2 separate regions of the Mus musculus genome follow, and region 2 is linked to region 1. The links are chromatin contacts, called in public Hi-C maps. All regions are on one chromosome and are shown on one strand. Each heading gives the region's core, a stretch centred on a gene start, on an enhancer-like site or on the middle of the called end of the contact. The rest is flanking DNA. Distances are from core to core; before and after follow the strand shown.

Region 1 (7,606 bases), core at 2,362-4,861:
CCAACCTTCTTCTCTGCAGAGAACTTGAGCCCTTTCAAAGCAGCAGAACTTCTGGTCAGTGCCCACTGCCCTGCACACAAGCAGCAACTGCTTTCTGATCACAACTGTGTTCAAGTGAAGCCTACAGCCTGTATTCGCATCCCTTCCTACTGTCTTGGAAGAAAGATGCCTTTTCTTTCATGGTGTGGTGACACAGGCAGTAGGCTTTTCTGATCTAAGCTCTGGAGAAAGATCTAAGCAATCACACTTAACTCAAATGACTGTAAGATTTTTAGGATCTTACATTGTATATAGATGCAAAAGTGTTGTGCATTGGCCATGTGCAGGGCTGTTTTGAAGAAGCCTAGAAGGTCAAAGCCAATCTGTGCACATTTAAGATTCTGTGGAATTCAGTGTCAAAAATGATGGAGGTAGACCCACCAAGCAAGTTCACCTATGCCTCAGCTCCTAGCCATCACTAAAAGGCCAGCAGACTGTTGGGTGTGGCAATTCCTCATTAAGAAATGCCTTTCTTGGACATCACTTTATACAGTGGCTCTCAACCTTCCTAATGCTAAGACTTTTTTTTTTTTTAACAGTTCCTCATGTTGTGACCTCCCCAGCCATAAAATTATTTTGTTGCTATTTCATAACTGTAATTTTGCTAGTTGTGATCATAAAGTAAATATGTGATAGGTGTAAAAGCAACTTTTACTCGCCTGATCTAATTGTCATCTGAGGCTCATTGCTTCTGTCTGCTTAACCGAGGCCTAGTCCTGGAAGCTTCTGGCCTCCATACAATCTAATCCAGGCCTAGATTATCTTCAGTGTCTGAGACCTGCTGCTGAATAAGCTTACCCTTCCTACCTCTTTCTGAGCTCTGGCTGGCTGGTTCAACTCAGCTGTTCTGACTCAAGCTCCTCTCTCTCAGGCTGATTCAAACTGGATTCTCTCAGTGTCTCTTGAGTTGCTCTGCTTGGCTTCAAACTAACTCTAGCAATCTATTCTGATCTTCTGGCTCCTTCTCATTCTCTGCCTCATTCTGTCTTATCCTGTGTCTAGCTTGTTCTCTCTTCAATCTGTCTCAGTACAACTGTCCTGGTTAGACGACCTTCTTCCTCTCCCTCTGCACTGTGCCTCAAGTAGCTTCCCTTTCCTCTCTCTTCTTGTGAGAGTCGGGCAGATCCTATCCTGTCAAATCTTTCTCTGATCCATGACTTTGTGTGCCATTCAATTAGACATCACTTTCAAAGACGGCCCTTCCTTCTACAAACTAACTTTCCCTTCATTGTTTGGGATTAAAGGTGTGCCCTAAGGCTGAGCCACACCATAACCAGAAACAGGTTTTTCTAGGAAACAACACAATCTCGGGGTTCATGGTGTGATCAAATATCCTGCAACAGATAGGCAGGGTATCAGATATGTGACTGTGACCCACAGGTTGAAAGCCAAGGCACTCGCCACAATCAGCCTGGTCTTCTGACAGGTAGTGAGCAATGAGGACAACCTCCTCACCTGGGGTCCTCACATAGGAAAAGGGCGGGTTTGGGATGGCAGCACTGAGACACAGTCGGGGTAGCCGCGGCTCCCTCAGGACACAGGCTGTTGCTAGTGTTGCCTGAGTTCTGGCTTAATCTCTCCCAGGTTCCTCCTGCTTAGCTTCACCCCAGAGACAGGGAAACTGAGCACCACAGGGAACCTACCAAGAACACACAAGCGGCAGAACTAGAATACAGCCAGGTCACAGACTAGAACACTACACGGCCAAAACAGTGCTTGCGTGACTTGTGTTTTACACATCTAGAATAGGGAGGGTTTCCGCAAGTACATGTTTTTATATACATAGACTTTCTGGAAAGTAGGTTATTAATTCATTATAGTTTGTGATAGGGGCAGGATTTTTTTTCCTGCATACTTTTTTTGCCTGCCAAACTTATACACATTACATATACAAAAATACATTATGCAATATGCCCAGAGTCACTGGCTTGTAGAGTTGGAACAGGCGCTGTCATTTTATGGGCTAGGGCCGGCCAAGGCGGGCCAAGGCGGGCCAAGGCAGAGAAGGGGGCAGGCTTGCCTGAGGCCACCCAAGTAGGAAGAGCCTAGGGCACAGCCAGAGTGCTGGCCTGGAGTGCTTGCGTTCGGGGGCTTTCTGTGCCTTCCGCCTGCTCCCTGCAGCTGACTCGGCTATTACACTGGACATTTTCAAAACCGTCAAATTATATAGAATTGAGGGAGGAAATTATGATTTGGACTTCCAGTGTTGACACTTGAAAAATACCAACTCCCTTTCAGCACAAGTGTTTTAGCACGTCCCTGAGGTGGGGCGCTCTGCGCATGCCCCGGGAAAGGTGATTTTTTTTTTCATAACGTTCCATGAAACATGGAAATGCCGGGCCTCCACTGTTTCTGGGAGCTGACACCACAATTTACATTAAACAAATGTTTTGAAAATTAGCTGTTCACGGTTCCAATTTCAGCTTCCCCCAGGGTTTAATGTTAACCAAATACTGGTACAGTAAGCAGACAATGTGTTTTATTGTGTGGAAGAAAAACAGACCACCATCACAGGCTCCCTGCTTTTGTAATCAAGAGAAAAGCTGAATGTTTGAGTGATTACTGACATATGGTTATTAGAAACACAGCTACTAGGGGCTGGAGGGACACAGAAATACACCACACACGCACGCACACACGCACACCTCTCTGTCTCTCCCCTGTCTCTGTCTCTTTCTCTCTCTCCCTCCCCATCCCCCATACTCACACATACACTCTCCCACTCCATAAAGAGTTTGGTAAGCTGCAAAGGTCAGGAAGTCACTGGGCAGAAAAGAACAAGAGAAGACTAAGGTCAGGGGGAATGAGGCTCAGCCAAGTTTGCTCCAGCACATACATCTAAGGTGTTCAGATGGCATGACTTGAGTGTAGGAAAGAGGGCAAGGCTAAGATGCAGCCAGGTTAAGGGTCAAGCTGGAAACGTGGTTCTACCCTGCTGGTACCAGCACCCAATGCCAGGACCTCCCTGTGGGCAGCCATTTTTAAGGGAGAAGAGACTTGGCTTCTCTGTGTTTCTCCTGGCATTCCAAAGCAGGTACCCTAGGGCTTGTCCTGTTTCCTCCGCCCTACCCTTCCTCCAAACTGCAAATACAGGGAGAGGGAAGTCCCTTCCCTGCCTGTCCCCACTGCCACCTCCTCCTGGACTCCTGAGCAAGGTAGAAGGCTTTCTAGTATCTAGAAATACTGGCCTCTCTTCAAGGTCAGGCTTCTCTCTCCATGAGTGGGGGACAATTCTGGGTCTTGGAAATAAGGTATTGGGGGTGTTGTTTGCATTCACGAGTATGTGTAAGGAGACACAGTGCCTTCTCTTTCTTCTCTTTCGATAACACAGGCCCCAAAACAAGGCCAACAGATGGGGGTATGTCTGCCCTTCCCCATCAAAGCAACTCTAGGCCGTGCTTGGGAGGCTCCCACAGAGGACCAGCATCTAGGACAACGTTTTTGGGTGAAGCTCGGCCTAGGAGCAACTGTCTGAAGAGTGCACTGCTTTTCTTTCCGGACTGAAGCAAGTGTTCTGAAAGACAGCTGTCTGGAGCTCTCCTGCTGGAGCACCCAAGGAGGACATGTAGCCATGGCAACACAATGAGATTGTAGAGTTGAGCATCCAGGCATGTGCACAGATGGCCCCTCTGAGGACGGTATTATTAGTGATCCCTGGCACAGGGAAACCTTTCCACAGGCCCAGGCATCTACATGGGAGACCGGGTACAGGAGGGGTGCGGCTGGGCTACCGGCCACCTCCTGCTGCTCCTGGAAGCCACTACCCATCCCCATGACCAGTCTTCCAGCTGAACCCAGGTTCCCCGAGCCACTCTCGAGTAGCCAGTGTGTTGGGACTCCTACGTATTCCTCAGTCAGTTCCCCCACCAGGGATCAGCTCTGAGAAGGGAGGGGGGTCCCCTGTGACCTTATTTACCCCATCCCACATATCCCTGCCAGATCCCGTACCTTAGACTTCCGGGCCCCTTTCTTGCCTCCTGTCTTCTTAGCCACTGGCTTCTTCTGGGATGGAGACTTGGCCTTTTTGGCCGGCGGAGGCGTGATGATGGCTTCCAATTTTCCCTTGGATCCTCGCTTCTTCGCTAGCAACTCAGGATGGATATTCGGCAACACGCCCCCGCTGGCTATGGTGACACCCTTTAGCAGCTTATGGGGAAAACCAAAGTCGCAGGTGGTAAGCCAGACTGCCTGCTCCAGGAGAGCCCTGCCTGACGCCGGAGCTCAGCCCTGCTCACACGCATCTGCTCCAAGCCGCGACAGCTCTTGACTCCAAGGCAACTACAAAGAGGCTGGCAGGACTCAGACCTACCTACCACATGGGACTCGAGTCCTTGGGCCCTCACTTGGTCTGAATTTATGCTATCACTCCTGGGAGAGCAGAGCACCCACCTCATCTCCCCACCCTACTTTCAGTGAAGCTCCAAAAGGCAGGGAGATAGATGCTTAGGGTCTTGCCAGTCACCATAGCCCCTCCTGGGTGGTCTGAGTATATGCTAGCATGTCTGGGGACAGGATGGACACACACCCCTGCATACCTGGTTTAGCTCTTCATCATTGGCCACAGCTAACAGGATGTGCCGGGGTGTGACCCGTCCCTTCTTGTTGTCTCTTGCTGCATTGCCAGCCAGCTCCAGGATCTCAGCTGTAGGGCAGATAAAAGCACGAGGTCATTTCAGGGCAGGAGAGAACTCACATGGCCCCGAATCCCCAGACAGATGTGTTCTGCAAGCCGTACTTCTGGGGCAGCCACTCAGAGATGTAACAGGAAGGCTGGGTGGGACTTAAAGGTCCCACCTTCTGTTCTGAAACAGAGGTTAGGAGGAATGGGGACCAGCAGAGGGCACTGGGTAAACAAGTAGTGAGACTAAGGTCTAAATCCAGCTCTGGCTCCCATTTCCCAGACAGAGCCGCCTGTGAGGGGTGCTTGGATGTGGACATGGCCAACTACATGCACCTGCAGTGTGGCCTGAAGGACACCATGCCTGCACGTGATGTGTCACCCGTCTGTAGAACTCAAGGGGAGGGGGCTTGATGTAGCTGGTGTTTGAGAAATCTTTGATGCTTGAATCAAAGAAGAACACCTGCATGTTGGGATATGAAACCAGGAAGCTGTGACCAGGCTCACACAGTCAATGTCATAGTAACACAAAACAAAAGGGTGGGAATAGTGCAGGCTCTAAAAAGCTAGATACAGGACCAACTACAATGTGTGACTTTAACAGAATCCTCCAAAGTCCTTCTGGAGACATGTGAAGAGGCCTGAACACGGGAGTTGCACCATGAGAATTCTTGCCTAAGTTGGATAGTAGCATGACCACTCCTAAGAAATTAGTGCTGTGCCTGGAGACTGTTCTTCTAGAGGCCCTGGGTTCAATTCCCTGCACCCACATAGTGGCTCAGAGCCACTTGTAATTCCAGTTCCAGGGGTTCTGACATCGGCTTCTGGCCTCTGGTTGCACTGTATGCACATAAACGCACATGCAGGCAAACACTCATGCACATAAAATCAAAATAAAAGAGGAGATTCATGCTGAAGTACCTAGGAATGGGGCACAGTGAGTACAGCAAACGTGGTAGTTCCTGTTAAACCTGCACGTGATCAGAGCCCCTCTGCCAAAGAAACCCTGCCCTCTGTAACATGGACGGACCTGAACTTTAGAGCCCTCAGGTGACTTGTCTAAATGAAAGAAGCCAGGCATAGAAAGGTAAATAAACGCTCTGTGAGCTTACTATGACACCAGATCTAAAGAAGTCTGACTTCGAGGCCACGAACAGAGCGTGATCACCAGAGACTGGCGAGGGGGGTGGAGAGAGGGGAAATGACAGTTGGGAGGTATGAGGAGGAGGTTAGAATCTAGGGAAAATCTTAGTGATGTGCCCAGAGAGGGGACTAGAGTTGATAATACTATGTATTTCCTAATCACTAACATATATTTTAAATGTCCTCCAAACCTAAACACAGGAATATGAAGGACAGATACGTTAATCAAATTAATCTCCTCATTCCCCCATGTGCGCATGTACCAAAGCAGCACACTGTCCTTTGTAGTAAGTATATAGACCATTTCTTGACTAAGAATAATACAATAGAGGCTGGAGAGATGTCTCAGTGGTTAAGAGAACTGGCTTCTCTTCCAAAGGACCCAGGTTCAATTCCCAGCACCCACATGGCAGCTCACAACCATCTGTAACTCCAGTTGTAGGCAATCTGACACCGTCATATGGACAAACATGCAAGCGAACCACCAATGCATATAAAAAATAAAAAGGAATTATTGAAGAAAAAATAATACAATATTATTTTTCAGCTTTCTGTATGTCCAAAGTCTCTTCAAAACAATCATCATGAGAGGGACTAAAACAAGACAGCAAGACTGAGTCCAACCTGCACCTGATGCTCAAACCGTCCTGCCTGGGGAGTGGCCTCATGAAACAAAGGAAAGCCCATCAGCGTCATCAACAGCACTGAGGATTCTCCTGCTAGCAAGGGATCCCTCCCGACTCCCTTCTTAGCAACCAGCCCACCTCATCCCTGATCCTCACTGTCTTCATGGCACGTGCATGCTGTTCCTCAATGCCCGCTGCAGTCTGACCTGCTACACTAAAGATCCTCTAATACTCCAGTTATGCTGTATTTTCTAGATTGTTCTGACATGGCCAGCGCATGGATGCCTCCTGGAATAAGTGGGTATAAACTGGTAGGTGTGGTGTTAAACATTATCCGGGGCTTTCTACTCCACCTTTGATCATTTAGTTCCCGGATAAGAGACACAAAACCTTTATATCTATAAGAAGCCTTTAAAGCAGTAGAGCTGGGCAGATATTGACCCTCTATGCTATTCTGTCTACTTCCCTGTTAATAACCCCAAGAATTAACCTGCCATGTTCCGCCTGGGCTGCTCCTACTCTATCTGGTCAACCCTCATGCCATGCTCTCATGATCGACCTGCCCCATGGCATCTTCCTCTTTCTTCTCCTCAAGGTCTCTCCTCAAACCCAGCCTGGTAATTGAAGCCCCACCCACCTCTCTTCTGCCCAGCTACAGGCTATAGGCATCTTTATTCAACCAACAGTTTTAAACTAAGGAGCAAAGTTACACAGCATAGCTTGGTGTGCATGAGGATCTCCTTGTCAGTGGCAACCAGACCTCGGGGGCCTGTATTTAGCAACACATAGTAACAGACCTAACCCTCAGCAGGTAAACCAAGCCTGAAACTTAGGGTACTGATGACTGTCTACTGTGCTTGCTTTGAGACAGGATCTCACTTTGGCCTGACCTTCTCGGTAGCCAGGCTAGCCTCAAACCTGTGATTCTCCTGCTTCAAGTCTCCTAAGAGCTACAGTGGTGCACGTACCAGCACACTGGAGATGATATGTATATGTTTATTATTAACAACTAAGCCCCATGCAAAACCTGCTATGCATGCATAAAGACTTGAGTCCCTGGCTGCTCTTGAACACTTTCATAATAGCAGTGGGACAGGGCAAGGGGGACTCAGTCGCACTGGGAACAGCAGGTCGCCTTCCCTAAATCCAGGACATCCTTTTGCTCAGTCCTCACACAGAG
Region 2 (7,606 bases), core at 2,565-5,064, 320 kb after region 1:
CAGAGCAAGTGTGTACCCTCAACCCCATCTTCTGTTAGCACTGTACTGTGGAGAGCGTCCCTAGAGAGCCAACCCCTGCCAGGATTCCCAGGCTTCCTCTGAGGCCTTGCTTTGGCTCTGTGGTCCACACTGCTCTCCCTTCGGGCGCCTGCCTTTGTATCCTACTTGCTGCCTGGTGAGGTTTCCCAGCCACCTTACTCAGCGCCCCCAGACAGTCCCCTCAGACTGATGGCTTGTTTACATCTCTGATAGCTGTGTCCTCGTTAGGAGCAGCTGACAGATGACCTTGCAGGGCACGAAGTCGCCGCTGTGTTTACCTCCTGGCTACTAGGCGGACAGCTGAGATTTGTGAAGCTACCTGTGGTTGTTTAATTGGAGAAAGCTGTCCTTGTTAAGGACTCTAGACCCAGAGAAGGACAACTCTGGAGAGAAGGAACACGTGAGCTTTAATTACTGCTGCTTGCTCATTTGCTGCGTGCTGATGGATGTTAACTGACTGCAAGATCTCACTTGTGTAGGGCGGTGTGAGTGTTGGTGTGAGCGGTGCAGGCTGCCTCCCAGGGAGCCTGGCCAGGCTGGCCAGCCTTACTAGCAACCCTGAACTGAAGGGAGGGAGGTGCTGCCCTCCCACTCTCCTCCCTCCTTCCCTCCCTCCCTAGCAAGCTGGGGAAGGGAGTATCCTCAGGACTCAGGAGGAACTGCAGAGACATTTAGGTACTTACTTGCTTCACCCCATAGCTTACCAGCCAGGGGTCTCCTGGAGCGCACAGTGTGCCTAGGACTTGACCACGTCATCTGGATGATTAGCAAATGTGAGGGTCCCGGCGAAGCCCTAGGATTCACATCTGCCAGGACACAAATCCACAGCTTCTGGTTTTCAGGGCACTTTCATGCTCTGTCCTTTTAAACTTTTGAGTCTGGAGATCATGAGATTCACACGGGGTTTTAACAAACAATGAAGGGTGGGCTCTATGGGCAGGCTGTTTGCCTAGCATGCGTAAAGCCATGGGTTCAGCCTACCCCCAAACTGCCTCAAACCAGGCATGGGGAGGATCAGGAGTTCAAGGTCAGCCTGGAGGTCAGAAAACAAGATAGGAGAATCATGTCTTTCCTCCCACTGTAAGTTCCAGGAGTCGACCCAAATCATCACACTTGGCAGCAAGCACCTTTACCCTCCGAGCCATCTTGTCAGCCCAGGAACCAGGATACTGGCTTCCATACAGTCAATAAGAATATTTCCATTGACATCGTCACAAGGGGACAGATTTGTTTCCGCCATGTTGTCTCCCTACAGCCTCTCCACCTCCCTTCTATCCCGACCACCCAACAGTTTGCAAGTTTAGGAGCTGAGCTGTTCTCTTCTGAGATTCCGTATTTCCAGAGTGACGCTCTGCATTCGCTTGTTCTCCTCAGCGCACTGTCTGGCTCCTCACTAAGCATGTGTATTTTTGAATAATTCGTTCCTTTCTATGGCTGACTAGCACCCTGTGGTATGGACATACCACAGTTGGTTTACCCTTTCACCCATGGATAAATCTCACATAATTTATGCGGATTTTGGTGTGTGTGCTCTCGGGAGTGCAAATGCTGGATTCTGTGGGCGTTACATACTTTGTTAAGCAGCCTCCTCCTGCTAGACTGGTTGTTCTATTTTGTATTCTTATCTGTAAGGTCAGAGTGACCCTGTTTCATGGGTGTCTCTAGCATTTGCTAGTCATTTGTTAAATAGCTGTTCTGACCCAGTGTGTGTGTGTGTGTGTGTGTGTGTGTGTGTGTGTGGTGTCTGTGTTCTGATGCAGTGTACATGCGTGGGGTGTGTGAGGTGTGTGTGTGTATGTGTGTGTGGTATGGTGTGTGGTATGTGTGTGTATGTGTATATGGTGACTCACTGTGTTCTGATGAGTGTATGTGTGTGGGGTGTGTGTATGTGTGGTGTGGTGTTTGTGTGGTGTGGTGTATGTGTGTATGTGGTGTCTGTGTTCTGATGCCGTGTGTACCAGTGTGTATGTGTGTGTGTGTATGGTGTCTCACTGTGGTTTTAATTTGCATTCTCCTAAAGGCTGCTTATGCCGAACCTTTTCTCAGGTGCTCACAGGTCACCTGTAGGTGGTCTGGTGAACTGTCTCCCCTGGTCATTCGTCCACTCTCTAATGGAGCCACAGAGTGCTTCGCTGGTCAGGCTCAGTTCTAAGGTCCTGCAGTGACTTGTCGCAGTATGCTCTGGGAGGTTTTTGTTTTTGTTAATTTTTTTTCCTGTTCTTTCCCCCTTTTGAATGTCACTTTCCCTCCTTTTAGAGGGATGTTTCTCAGAGCAGAAGTCTTACTTCCATGGGGTTAATTTCCCAGACCTCTTTACGCAGGCTTTTGATGCCCTCAGACCCTTACCCTGTTATGGTTACAAGCTATTTTCCCCCCTGTGTCTTCGTTTCCCTCCTAAACTTTTGAGGTGCTATGTACTTCTTACATTTAGTTTCATATTGATTTTCATTGAAGCTCAGGTTTTTTCCTCAAACACACCCAAAGTTCCGCTGTCCTTTGTTAGACTGTCTCCCAGCCCTGTAGACTCTCTCTCCTTCATACTCCTGTTGTGCGTGGCTGTGCGCGTCCACTTCCGGTTCTGTTTCACTGACGCATCCGTCTGTCCCTGCCAGCCCCATGTGGTCCTGACCACTGTGGCTACAGAGAATCTGGGGGGACTTACCTCATTTGACCCATGCATGGCCCAGAACTCTCTCTGGTTCCTTTGCCTTGCCTAAGAATCTTAGAGAACCTCCTTGGCCAACTCTCCCTTAGTAAGTGGAAAGTTCTATTAATTTCCCTGACCGTAAACACAGGTCTGTGTTGTTCTTTTCATGTCATGTGGTGTGATATGAGTACAGCTTCATTTCTCTAACTCATCTCCCCCCTCCCAATCCCCGTTATTGACAACACCATCATCAATAACCTGCCTCTGAAAACATTCCGCCATTTCCAAAGGAGACACAGCTGAACTGTGTAGACTTTTTCAGTTTCATGACCCCTGAGGGACACATGGTTTCCCGGATGGAGCTGCTGAGTCCAGAGCTGCGGCTAGTCGTCCTTGAGAACGAGCAGACAGGTCTCCGTACTGCCCCACGATGCAGAGCAGATAGGAAATGGATCCATTGTCTCTTCTTTCTGGAAGATTCTCACCATCCTTTGGCCTACCTGTTCTCTGGATAGCTGCCTGTCCTCTCTGGAACAGAGGGGCTCCCAGGGTCTGAGCTCCTACCTCCATCACAGCAAAGGCTCTCCCAGCCCTGAGGAGCCTGTGACTACTTTAAGAAAATCCTTCCAGGGCTTCAAAGAGTAACAGGATAGCTTTCTGGAATGCTTGTTAAAATTCTTGAATATGTTTAAGGGATTTACATGTTCAAAGAGAGAATGCTTTCTGTTTGATGTTGACAAAAAGACGCGCCCCCCCCCTTTCCTGTGAATTTAAATAATTTGCCTGATTTCGGTGCGGAAGACCACAAGACTCTGTTCTCAGTGGTCGAGATGTGGTATTTGTTAGAAGACACCCCACTCCCAATCCCCCACCCCGTGACTAACTGCAGGGGAAGATGTGTGTAAATGATTCGGAAATATGTTTTCAAACAAACGGCCATCTGAAAGTTGTCAGCTGGGAGGAAAATGGCGCCACCCTTGCATAAAGAGATTTGGTTTCTCTGAAACAATCACACACAAAGAAACAGAAATATCATCTTAAGTAATCATTAATGACGACCCAATAGGGACCTTCCAGAATAAATGGAAATCAGTCGCCCCCTTGTGGACAAGGCGGTAAGTACTGAGTTCTGAGGGAACTGTGGTATATGTACTCTTACACATCTGGCTGATTCCGACGCCCTTTACCTACAGGGTCCCTGGCACACGGCTCTGAGATGGTGAAGAATTGAAATGCTACTAAAGCCCCTCCCTGAGCAAGAAAATCTTGGCAGGATGACGCCAGAAGCATGGGGAGGGGAAGGCTCTGCTCCTGATGGACCACGGTGAGCCTTGATGCTGTCCAAACAGGTTCTGCCAAACCCCAGGAGCGGCTTCTGGGCAAACATGGGACTAGCACCGGGACTGGCACGTGAAGGCGAATGCAAAGGGTTTGGGAGATATTTTTTTCTCCCAACAAGGAAGCAGGCCGCTGTTGATTTCCCCCTGAGGGGCCGGAAGTGCACTGCAGCAGTGTTCCGGTGGGCTGCTGGGCCTGGGTCTCCTCCTCCGAGCCCTGCATCCTGGGGACCAGTGCTTGTGCATTTGTCCCACAGAGATACTGTGACTGCAGCCAGCCCTGCAGCATCCCGCAGACCCCAGCCTTCAGAGTCTGTCTCCTCCAACCCTGCCTGCGCCCAGCAGCGCGGACCACGTGCTCCCGAAAATCAGGAGTTTCAAGCTTTCAACCTTTGCTGTTATTCATCGTGGGGCCAGGGTCCCTCCTACCCACAATGTGTACTCTCTGGGCAGAGAACAGGATTCCTGGCAAACAGAAGCTGGGAGCGCAGCCTGGAGTGCGGTGTCTCCAGATCTGACTCTGACCCTGGGATTCAGGATGTTCATATGAACATGTACGTTAAGTGAATCCTTGGCGTAGGCTTCTGTAGTGGGCCGTGGGTCCACCATTGTGCAACCCCCGCATAAGTCTTTTCCTATCTCTTGGCTGTTTGCAGGGATGAACTGGCACGATTTAAGTAAAAACAAACTGAACTTCATTAAAAAAACAAAAAAAGTAAACTTTTGTTTCCCAGAAAGTCCTCAATAACAACATTAGGAAGGCATTCCTAAGAAGAAAATATTCACAATGCAAATGTTCGACAAGGGGCTTGTATCCTGCATATATAAGGAGTGTTTGCTATGCAACAACAAGAACAGGCAAAAATGAGGATAAGATGATAATATAAGCTCCTGACAGCCCAGTCCTACTGTGACTGGAAATTCTAAATAGAACATACAAGCTGCTATGTGAGAACTCTAAAAGGTGAGTGAATGCAGATTGGGGGGGCGGGGGAGAGAAAAATCTGTGAGCAGCCATGTGCTCCTCCCTCCTCCCTCACCCTGCTCTTTCCTTGTCTGGTCCTCCCTCACCCCCTCTGTTCCTCCTCCTCTTTTCTTCCTCTTCCTCACTCCCCTGTCTTCTTCTGTTTTTCTTCCTTCTCATGGAAACAGCAGAGGCAAAAGGATACAGCACAAGGGAGTGCCAACAGAATCTGATTGGGGGACACATCTGGAAAGGTGGTGTTAGGAATATCCAGGATTATACATAATTTAAAAAAACAGCCCCCTAATTCTGTGAGAACAAGCAGTAGGCTTAGCTTGACCCCTGAGCTATGCACAAATCACAGAGACCCAAACAGTGGCATAAAACCTTGAGAATCAAACTGAAATATATACCATGTCCCTATTTTTAAAACTACACTTGCTAAATAGTGCCTGCTAGGGACAACCCCAAATCAGGACAGTGCCCGAGACCGGAACCACTGTCCGCACAAGGCGATGCTGAACCTGAGATTAGATCTAAGCAAACTGAACACTGGCTAGGACAAAATACCAATGGCTCTCAGACAGAGGATTATGGGTAGAATCCAACATCTACACACAATGACATTTCCCATCTCTAAAATAATCCAAATCTACCCAGCATGCAAAGAGCCAGGAAAGCACCGCCAGTTCTCAAGGGAAAAGAATACATTCAAATCCCAAGGTGAGTCACTGGCTGCTGGATTACCAGACAAAGACTTCAAAAGAGGCTGCGGTGAGCGCATGCATGCTCCCTCGGATCCAGAGAGATGTATGGAAGAGGCTGCGGTGTGCGCATGCTCCCTCAGATCCGGAGCGATGGACGGAAGAGGAATAAGGAGCCGTATGTCCACGAAGAACTTTTAAAAGATACTTTTAAAAAGAACAAGCAGAAGTGTTAGGATGGAAATACATAAAATCTGAATGAAAAAATTTCCCTGCATGATCCAGCGGGAGAATCAACAGCTAGAAAAGAGGGGTGCACGGATGGGATGCCAGTAAATATGGTGCAGCCTGAAAAATTGGGAGAAGGTTTTAAAAATGAGCCTTGAGGCAAGTGGGAAAATATTTTTAGGGTTTAATGATGTGCTCCTTGTTAGATTTCCAAGATAAGGGGAGAAATAGTGTTGGAGAAATGCTCGAAGAAATAAAGACTCATGGGATATGCAGAGTGTCCGTGCACCCCAAAAAGATGTGCTCTGGGGAGACCATGCCCCGGCGCAGCTTGGACTACTGAAAACAAAGATAAAAATTCCGTTGAACAAAGAAACACCATCCACAGTGGGTTAGTGATATGTCCACTCTAGATGCCGCTCCACCAGTTGGAGAAGCGAGGGTGCCATTGGCTCACACGGTGACAGGACCACAGTCAGGAGCAGCGTGTGAGCAAGAGAACCCAATAGACTAATCTGCTTGGTACAATTTTATAATGTTCTAGACAGGGTAAAGCCCTGTGTGGTGATGGCAGGTGGCTGGGTTCCTGGGGATGGTAAGGGAAGATGGAGGGAGGGAAGGAGGAGAGATGAGGAGAGGGGGAGGGGGAGGGGGAGAGGGAGGTGTGTGTGACATTATTCCTAGGGAGACAGGAATCTACTCACCCCAAGTAGGAAACCAAACAGTAGTTTCTTGGGTCTGAGGGTACAAGGGGTGGGACTTGGCTGCTGCATTGGATATACTGATTTGCTAATGATATTAGCCTTAAGTAGCATTGACTATATAACATGAACTAAAGGTAAATAAGTCTGAAAAAAGTCCAAACAATATTATACCAAGAGTTAAAGAGATGGATTTTTTTTAAAAAGAAAAATCTAGAAATTCATTTGAACTTTAAAAGTTAATAAATGGATTGTGTTGATATTTCAAATCAATTTTGGAGAGAAATATTTACAAATGATATTGAGTCAGTTGGCCATCCCAGTTATAAAATCAAGGACTATATCCATTTATGGGGAAAAAAATGAATTCCACCTAAGAGTCAGGTCTATTTTTAAAAAAAGAGTCACCCAGTGAGCAAGCAGTAGAGGCTGTCAGAGTGAGTTTAGGGTGCAGTCTAGGAGAGCCATGCCAGAGAGCCCCTCTGGTCACACCCAGGGAAACTCAAGCTCCTACAGACCTTGGAGTTCTCAGGCTCCAGTCTCATGCTCCAAAGCTTCAGAGAACTCCAAAGCCTTCTATCTCCTGCCTAAGCCCCATCCCTTCCTGAAACAACACCACAGTGGTGCCCTTCTGACTCAAAAGCTTACAGAGAGGAGCACGGGAGCACACAGTGTGGCCTCTCATGGCTGCAGACTTCTAGGAATCGGTCAACAAGGCTGGTCCCTTCCCCCTGAGCAGGAACACTTGGTTTGCTGCAGGAACCTGAACGGTGGCTCTGTGACGGGGAACAAACATTGCGTAATCAGTCCTGAGACCTGCTCCCTTTGCAGGTGACTTAGGAAGAGGCATGGTGAGGTGCCTCAGCCAGGGTCTGAAGAGTCTAAGAGGCTGGAGCATCAGGTGAGTAGAAATTCACACAGTGCTGGCCCCCTCTGAGTGCCCTGCGATCATTGGACAGGACCGTGCAAACCTTTGCCTTCTCCAC

Evidence for each region. Hi-C and Micro-C count contacts between places; a contact is called where the count stands out from the background.
Region 2: a contact with region 1 is called in a Hi-C map of cortical neurons, with 2.8 times the contacts expected there. The contact joins two enhancer-like sites. A contact is called at or near these places in 2 of 39 promoter capture datasets (the 3T3-L1 cell line and pre-B cells), 2 of 484 Hi-C or Micro-C datasets (both in cortical neurons) and 2 of 9 other capture datasets (embryonic stem cells and liver).

Annotation. Positions count from the first base shown.
Region 1 is chr13:56,100,315-56,107,920 of GRCm38.p6, forward strand. It overlaps Macroh2a1 (macroH2A.1 histone), which reads right to left. Exons shown (of 9, transcript NM_001159513.1): 3 at 4,575-4,681; 4 at 3,988-4,185. Among named protein-coding and RNA genes, the nearest start is that of Gm31485, 17 kb to the right of the region's middle. Within about 2 kb of position 3,612, at least 36 of the 459 cell types and tissues checked have an H3K27ac peak or open chromatin away from gene starts, as enhancers often do. A contact at or near this core is called in cortical neurons, where this site is marked.
Region 2 is chr13:56,418,722-56,426,327 of GRCm38.p6, forward strand. It overlaps Gm46418 (a long non-coding RNA gene), which reads left to right. Exons shown (of 7, transcript XR_003950506.1): 7 at 3,880-5,091. Among named protein-coding and RNA genes, the nearest start is that of Gm3045, 4.1 kb to the right of the region's middle. Within about 2 kb of position 3,815, at least 13 of the 459 cell types and tissues checked have an H3K27ac peak or open chromatin away from gene starts, as enhancers often do. A contact at or near this core is called in cortical neurons, where this site is marked.